Regions from separate parts of the Sus scrofa genome. Here all the other regions are linked to region 2. The links are chromatin contacts, called in public Hi-C and promoter capture Hi-C maps. All regions are on one chromosome and are shown on one strand. The core of a region is the stretch at or near the end of the contact, and the rest is flanking DNA. Distances in the headings are between cores, read along the strand shown.

Region 1 (2,700 bases), core at 86-2,585, 150 kb before region 2:
TCTGATGTAGGCCAGCGGCTGCTATAGCCCAGGGATCTCCATATGCCTCGGGTGTGGCCTAAAAAGACAAAAATACCAAAAAAAAAGAAAAGAAAAGATTTGTCAATCTCTATTGTAAATATTTGTCTAGACTGTTGATAATATCCTTGGGATTGACACATAGAAAGTCAAGCCAAATTGTTTACCAGAAAAATGTGGCAGGGGTTTGGTTTTGTCAGCACCCGCAGCATATGGGAGTTCCCAGGCCAAGGACTGCAGCTGCAACCTATGCCACAGCTCTGGCAACACCATATCCAAAACCCACTGCACCACAGTGGGAACCCCCAGAAAACTGGGTTTTTGAATAACATTGCCACCAGGAGCTTGTTTGAAGTGTCCATTTTTCATACCTTCCACTTTTGCAGGCCATGCAAAAACAGATGTCAAGATATTCCACCGGTTCTAGGTACTGGAGAAACAGCAGTGACCAGAAGGCACGAGCTGCTGCCCTCATGGAGCCTGTAACCTACTAAAGGTGTGAGGAGATACAATAAATTCCTTGACAAGTAGATATATCAATATACATACAAATGGTGATCGGTCCTGTGACTAACGCTAAAGTGGTTAAGCGGGTGGTGACTATGAGCAGGGTGAGTGGGTGCTGGTTGGCACAGCCTGGCCCTGATCAGATGACATTTGAGCAGAGACCTTAACGGAACAACATTCCAGGTGGAGGAAAAAGCGAATGCAATGAACGTGGTCTTTTCAGAATTCATGGGGAAAATGGTTATCTTAACATCCACAGTAGAGTCAGGCGGTGGCATAGATAATTTCACAGAACCTGTAGGTCCGAAGTCATAGCTATTTGCCTTTGATGTCCCTTGTCCATATGTGATGGTAGCAGCTGATTTGCTTTGAAATTAGGTTGTTCTAAAGTTATCACTAAAATTAGTTTTCATTTCCTAAGTAAACAGCAGCTGGCAGTACATTTGGGGGTGGAGACCAGTGAGCTGGGGAGAAGAGAAGAATCATCAGAAGTTTTGTATTTGCCAAGGGAGGAGCGGCACGTATCGGGGGGCTGAGGGGGTGTAGGTGTTCCAGACCCCACGGGCCAAGTGTCTGCTTAATCAGTAAGAAGTAAGAAACCTCACTGTCATCCGAGGTCCTTCCCTTCCTCTCATCCCCCTCATTCATTCAACTGCTGAATCCTGTTACAGCTCAGAAAGAGCCCTTGATGCTGGCACCTTGTCTCCCTCATCCTTGTGAGGGCTGGGATGGAGAAGGCTAGCTGTCCCTCCTGACTAATCTCACCTTCCTTCCCGAAGGCATGGCCAACCAGAATGAAGACTACATTTCGCAGCCTCCTTTGCTTCAGGTGTGGCCATGTGACTGAGTTCCGACCTATGACGTGGCAGCAGAGGTAATGTATGCAGTTTCCAGTTTGTGCTCTTAAAGGCGAGGAGCTTGTCTTCCACTCACCTTCCCTCTTCCTCTCTCTAGCTGGAATGTAGATACGCAGGCAGGTTTTTGAACCCTAAGGTGGAAGCTGTGTTGAGAATGCAAAACAAGATGGAAGAAGCCCAACAATAAAAAAGTACAATTTAATTTAATTTTAAAAGAGAGAGAGAGAAAAAAAGAAGCAGCAGCAGCCCAAGTCCCACAATCCCAGCCCTAGACCTCCAACATGGACTGTTATGTGAAAGAGAAACAAACATCTTATTCTAAGTTCACTTTGTTACAGAAGCCTAAGCATCTCACTCTCTCAGCAGTTACATTATTACTCCCAAATGGATCTGCTGCTTCTAATCTCTCACCTTTCTCTCCATCTCCTGGAGTTACTGCCAGCAGCAGCAGCAGCAGCAGCAGCAGCAGCAGCAGCAGCAGCAGCAGCAGCAGCAGCAGCAGCATCCTAAAAGGCAAACTGATCGTGTCACACCCCTGTAATAACAAAACGTGTTGGTTCCCAATGAAGATTGTTTTTCTTTCTTTCTTTCTTTGTTTTTTTGGGTTTTTTTGTTTTAATTTGCTTTTTAGGACTGCACCCTTGGCAAATGGAGGTTCCTAGGCTAGGGGACGATTAGGAGCTGTAGCTGCCGGCCTATGCCACAGCCACAGCAATGTGGGATCTGAGCCACATCTACGACCTACCCCACAGCTCACGGCAACACCAGATCCTTAACCCGCTGAGTGAGGCCAGGGATTGAACCAGCAACCTCAGGGTTACTAGTCAGATTCGTTCCTGCTTCTCCACAATGGGAACTTCCCAAATTAAAATTCTTTTACTTGGCTTCCATGGGCCTCAGAACTCTAGCCCAAGCTGCATTTTCTTTTCTTTCTTTTTTTGGCCTTTTCTTTTTTTTAGGGGGGTGGAATGCTGCACCTGAGGCATATGGAGGTTCCCAGGCTAGGTGTTGAATTGGAGCTGCAGCTGCTGGCCTCCACCACAACCACAGCAACTTGGGATCTAAGCCACATCTGCAACTTACACCACAGCTCACCCCAATGCTGGAGGATCCTTAACCCACTGAGTGAGTCCAGGGATTGAGCCTGCATCTTCATGGGTACTAATCAGGTCATAATCCACTGAGGCACAACAGGAACTCCCTTATCCAGCCTTTCCATAACTGCTCCAAGATCAACAGCTGTGTTAAGGCATCGAGAGGCTGAAGGACTAGGCTTGGCTGCTCTGTGAACTGACTGCCCTTGGCATTGGGGAAGGGT
Region 2 (2,700 bases), core at 29-2,528:
AAAAGAAACTTACATTCTTATATCACAACAGAACAAAGGGTGGAAAAAAATGTATACATGTAAGTGTAACTTGGTCCCCATGCTGTACAGCGGGGAAAAAAAAAACACAATTGGTTAATAGTATAATAAAAAAATGCCACATGAGATACCAAAAAAACCCAAAAACAAACGATGGCATAATATAGAAGACTATAAAAAGTTAAAAGCTATGCTAAGTTTTCCTCAAAAAGACATCTGACCAGGTCAACATTTAGCATATTTCGAGCAATGAAAATGAAAGCATTTTTTAAATACATTTTTGTGAAGTCCTGGAGAGAAAAGATTTCTCAACACAGCTCATCTAGTTTTTGTTTTTGTTTGGCCGCTCCCCTGGCATTCATCTGCTTCTTAAATTCCAATTCATTCCACCCTTATGAGAGAGTTGACATCTTTCCTTAGCATGACCTCTAATGTAAAAAGATCTGTCAAAACAAGTCCCTTTTTGGAGAGGGAGTTCGTAGTTTACCCCACAAAGAATTTCCCCAAACACCCTATATAAACAAGCCGATTTTTTTAAGTCAATGCATTTTTCACAAGTTGTCGAACTACGCCAAGATTTTCTCCTACCCCCATCAAACTAAGGCCTTAAAGGGGAGTAACATTGCGGAAAAAAAATCTACATAAATAGCCCTATTCATTTGTCCGCGAAACCTCACGAGATGGGCACGAGTCATAAATCCAGGCTAAACTGCTCAAGGCTGCGGGAGCAGGGATCAGAAGGCGGGGCCGACGGGGAACAGCTGGGGCGAGGGCCACAGGCTGCTTCTGTTAAGAGGATCCCAGCCGGCCCCCTTAATCACAATGAAGTTAGCGTCACATGACCACCTCTGCCTTCCGCCTGATACTGGGTGGCATATTTCCTCGAGGACTAATTCCGGAGAGTCTCCTTGGCTGCTTTGAGGTCCCCCTGAAAGAGCGTCCGAGAGCTACGGTTCCCACAGGCCCCGGGGATACTGAGGCCACACCAGGCCCCGGGCAGCGGCCGTTCAACCGCTTCTGAAAGGCCTGGGCGGGGCGTCGCACACCTCCTGGGCGCTGATTGGTCATTCAGTGTCCCCGCCTCCTCGGCCCCGGCGTTCTCACTCTCCTTTGACCTCGGTTTCAAGACATGCGCTGGACAGCGGTTGGCCGCCCCGGCTTCAGCTTCATCTTGATTTGCCCAATGAGGAGCGAGCTTCGCGGGGTCTGTCGGGAAAGGCATCCAGCCTATATAAGCGGCTTGCGGGGCGTACCCTGATGCCAGGGTAGCCTTAAGGGGTTCGAGAGAGCTCTTGGTTTTGTGGCGTCTTTCGCTCCTAGAGACGACACCTCAGGGACGATGGCAGAGGGAGATAATCGCAGCACCAATCTGCTGGTGAGTCCTGGCGGCTTCGTCGTGAGGGAAATGCGCTGGGTTTCTGGATATTAGGCTCCATGGGACGGCGCTGCGGCTTCGTTCCTATCACCTGCCGCGGGCCCGGCCTCCTCTCCCGGTGCCCAGGTGCAGGCGACGACTCCTGCCCTTTGGATGTCGTGGGTGAGCCTTGCTTGGCGGTCACTAGTCGTGTCCACGCCTAACATCCCTTGGGGACGGTTCGCGACGGAGCGAGGGCGCGTGATCATTCACCGCGAATAGAGGTTGAGGAGGAAGCGAGAGAAGAGGGGCTGGGACCCGCCTGGGGTGCAGTCACTGGCTGAGGGCCGCGAGTGCCCTGTCGAGTGCTTCGGGGGGCCCAGGCCCCAGCGGTATCCGGGTTTTCCCTCTTTCATCTTAAGCAGGACATCCTTTCGCCCTTTTCCCCAGTATTTGGTCAGGGGTTGAGGGTCAAAGGGTTGCTGCCGATAATTTGTTAGAGCTGGCACAGCTTAACACGGCAGCGAGGCTGCAAACTCACCGCTGGGAACCGAAAGTAAGAGTCCAGCCGGAAGGACTATGGGAGGTCTCGGCGTTAGTCTGTAACTGATAAACCTTTGGGGAAGGGGGAGGGTCACGGGAGGACTTTCGAGTAAGCAGGGGTCTAAAGGAAATGCAGTGAGGTTCTATCACAGGCAGACAATTTTAACCTCACTGAGAATCACGCAGGATCTAGGCAAAAGGGAAGGAAGGATCAGTCCATTTTCTACGTTGCATTTTCCCCAGGGAGAGTGCTAATGAATTAAGTGACTTTGCAGGGCAGTTTTGATTGTGCATGATTTTCGTTTTGCATTGATTTTTAGAAACGTATGACCTCTGCCCCATGACACACACACAGCAAAAACCTCTTCTCTGTGGTAAGCCTAGTTAGCCCCAGCCAGCTTCGTTTTAAGAATTGATTGTAGCACAAAGAAGTTGCCCAAGTTTACACAGCTGTTGAGACAACCGATATGGGCTCTGCTCTGCTGCTCTCTCTGCAGAGCAGTGTGGCTTTAAGGACAGGCCTTTGGCCTTGGATTTGCCAGATTCAGATCTGTTAACCTCTGTGTATCTCAGTGTCCTTATCTATAAAATGAAAATAATAACATCTTCCTTTCAGTTTGTTACGAGAAATGATTAAAATATAAACACAGAAAACATTTAGCAGAGTTTCTGGCACATGATAATCTTTTTTAACTTATTAAACATAGTATATAAAGTCAGAAATATTGAGGTTCCACCTAAGTGATCAGTGTGGCACAGCATTTTTTTTTTTTTTTTTTTTTCTT
Region 3 (2,700 bases), core at 35-2,534, 140 kb before region 2:
AAGATTCCCCAGGCAGGAGTTCCCATTGTGGCTCAGCAGAAATGAATCTGACTAGCATCCATGAGGTCGCAGGTTTGATTCCCTGGCCTCCTCAGTGGGTTAAGGATCCAGCCGTACAAACAAACAATACCCCCAGGTAATTCGAATGGGGAAGTGAGTGTAAAAAACTCTGCTCTATTCTAGGGCCTCACTGTGCCAGACTGTGATCACCAGACCTGCAGCCTCCGCTGACATCACTCAGATGCCTTTTTTTTTTTTTTGTCTTTTTAGCTATTTCTTGGGCCGCTCCTGCAGCATATGGAGGTTCCCAGGCTAAGGGTCGAATCGGAGCTGTAGCCACCGGCCTACGCCAGAGCCACAGCAACTCGGGATCCGAGCCTCATCTGCAACCTACACCACAGCTCACAGCAACGCCGGATCGTTAACCCACTGAGCAAGGGCAGGGACCGAACCCGCAACCTCATGGTTCCTAGTCGGACTCGTTAACTACTGCGCCACGAAGGGAACTCCCTCACTCAGATGCTTATCAGAAATACAGAATCTGGAGTTCCCTTTGCGGCTTGGCAGTAATGAACCGGAGTAGGATCCATGAGGATGCAGATTCGATCCCTGGCCTGTCTTAGTGGGTTAAAGAGCCGACGTTGCTGTGGCTCTGGCATAGGCCGGCGGCTTCAGCTCCGTTTAGACCCCTAACATATGCCGTGGATGTGGCCCTAAAATAGCAAAAAAAAAAAAAAAAAAAAAAGAAAGAAAGAAAGAAATGCAGACTCTCAGGCCCCGGCCCCCACCTGCTGAATCAGTCCCCACTTCAACAGGATCCCAAGTGACTCATAAGCACATTCACATGTGACAAGCACTGGCCTGGGGTCCAAAAAACACAATCGGAAGTGGGTGTTGGACACTTACGGACCTAGCAGATCAATGATTTACTGAACCGGGTCCAGAGGTTGCTGCTTTTGTGTTTCTGGTTCTCCGACACACTCCCCCTCCCCCACCAATGGATGCTCCACCTGGGGGAGGGGAGCACGACTGAGGACGGGGAGATAAATTCAAAGAGCACCTCAAGGGGACCCTGCAGAGTAAGGGAGGAAGAAGCACTTAAATGACCATATTCTATGCCGTATTCTAGATATATTCTGTTCATCATCTTATTAATTCCTACACTGTTTAATTACTGCTGCCAGGAGGAGTTGTTATGAAACCAATTGTTTCTTACTCTCCCCACCCCACCCTCCAATTTCTTATTTCATTATGTCTCAACATCTCACCAGATCACAAATTTAGAAAGTGAAACCAAGCCTGACTCAGAATTGGAATAAATATTAACCTGGATTTACTATTTCCTTAAAGAAGTGGAAAGAGGTCCAGATTAAAATAGGCCGACGTGGTGACCAAAGGCAACAGAAATTTGCAATTTTTTTTAACCTACGAGATCTTTTTTTTTTCTTTTTTTACTAACAATGCATATTTTCCTCATTTCAAAAGTGAAGCGTGGCTGTACGTGCATCTCTACATAGGGTGTGTGTGTGTTGTCTGGACAAACAGGGATTTTTCAGGATGACTGTATCTGGGCAAGGAGTCTGGAAAGAGCCCATGGCTGGGAGCAAGGACACCAGGATCCCTCCTGGCAAGTCACTTTGCTATGCTTTTTTTCCGTGCTTATACAATAAGGGGCTTTACATTCCAGGGTGTAAATTCAGATACCTAAAGAGGCCTAGGTAAAAATCTAAGAGTTCCCTGGTGGCCCCATGGTTAAGGACCTAGTGTTGTCACTGCTGTGGGTCGGATTTGACTCCTGTCCCAGGAACATCTGCCTGTGGCAGGCCTGCCCCCTGACCCAAAAAAAATCTAAATGCGGTAAAGGCAGCCAGTAATCAGCCTTTCTCCTTATTATTCTGAAAAAAATGTGAGCCCGATGCTTCCAGATTTCAAAGGAAACAAACAAAAAACCTGGATTTTTGTTGGAGTTCCTGTCATGGTACAGCCCAACAAATCCAATTAGGAACCATGAAATTGTCAGTTTGATCCCTGGCTTTGCTCACTGGGTTAAGGATCCGGCATTGCCATGAGCTGTGGTGTACGTTGCAAATGTGGTTCGGATCTTGCATTGCTGTGCCTGTGGTGTAGGCCAGCAGCTGTAGCTCTGATTGGACCCCTAGCCTGGAAACTTCCATATGCCGTGGGTGTGGCCCTAAAAAAGAGCAAAAAAAAAAAAATCTGAATTTTTGTTTGTAATTTCTCAGTTTTTGAATATTGGGAACTATATACCTTTTTCTCAGAATTTGGAAATCACACGAACCCTCCTGAGCCCACCATTCACCTGGGGCTGGCCAGGTAATGACCTTAAGACACAGGAATATTCCCAGACTCTTTAAAAAAAAAAAAAAAACAACAACATTGTTTTAAATTAAGGTATAGTTGATTGACTATGTGTGCCAGTTTCTACTGTACAGCAAAGTGACCCAGTCTTGCATGTATATACATTCCCTTTCTCATATTATCATCCATCACGGTCTATCCTAAGAGATTGGATATAGTTCCCTGTGCTGTAGAGCAGGACATCATTGCTTATCCATGCTAAATGAAATAACAGGCCTCTTTAAGAATTCCAGTTCTATCCCTTTAATGAATTTGTTGGGCTTTGTGTAGTCATATCTATGTTCCTAGTTTATTCTTTCAATTAATATTTGAGTACCTGTT

The links. Promoter capture Hi-C pulls out the DNA fragments that hold promoters and counts their contacts. A called contact is a pair of places that touch in the nucleus more often than the background predicts.
Region 1: a Hi-C map of liver shows a contact between it and region 2, with 1.9 times the contacts expected there. A contact is called at or near these places in 1 of 5 promoter capture datasets (liver), 7 of 47 Hi-C or Micro-C datasets (adipose tissue, blood, heart right ventricle and 4 more) and 1 of 2 datasets of targeted methods (skeletal muscle).
Region 3: a promoter capture Hi-C map of fetal liver shows a contact between it and region 2, with 2.1 times the contacts expected there. A contact is called at or near these places in 2 of 5 promoter capture datasets (fetal liver and liver), 8 of 47 Hi-C or Micro-C datasets (adipose tissue, blood, heart right ventricle and 4 more) and 1 of 2 datasets of targeted methods (skeletal muscle).

The regions. Positions count from the first base shown.
Region 1 is chr3:26,605,691-26,608,390 of Sscrofa11.1, forward strand. No RefSeq gene overlaps it. Among named protein-coding and RNA genes, the nearest start is that of SMG1, 47 kb to the right of the region's middle.
Region 2 is chr3:26,759,367-26,762,066 of Sscrofa11.1, forward strand. ARL6IP1 (ADP ribosylation factor like GTPase 6 interacting protein 1) reads left to right here and starts at 1,279. Exons shown (of 6, transcript NM_001244213.1): 1 at 1,279-1,393. The coding sequence starts at 1,358.
Region 3 is chr3:26,623,182-26,625,881 of Sscrofa11.1, forward strand. No RefSeq gene overlaps it. Among named protein-coding and RNA genes, the nearest start is that of SMG1, 29 kb to the right of the region's middle.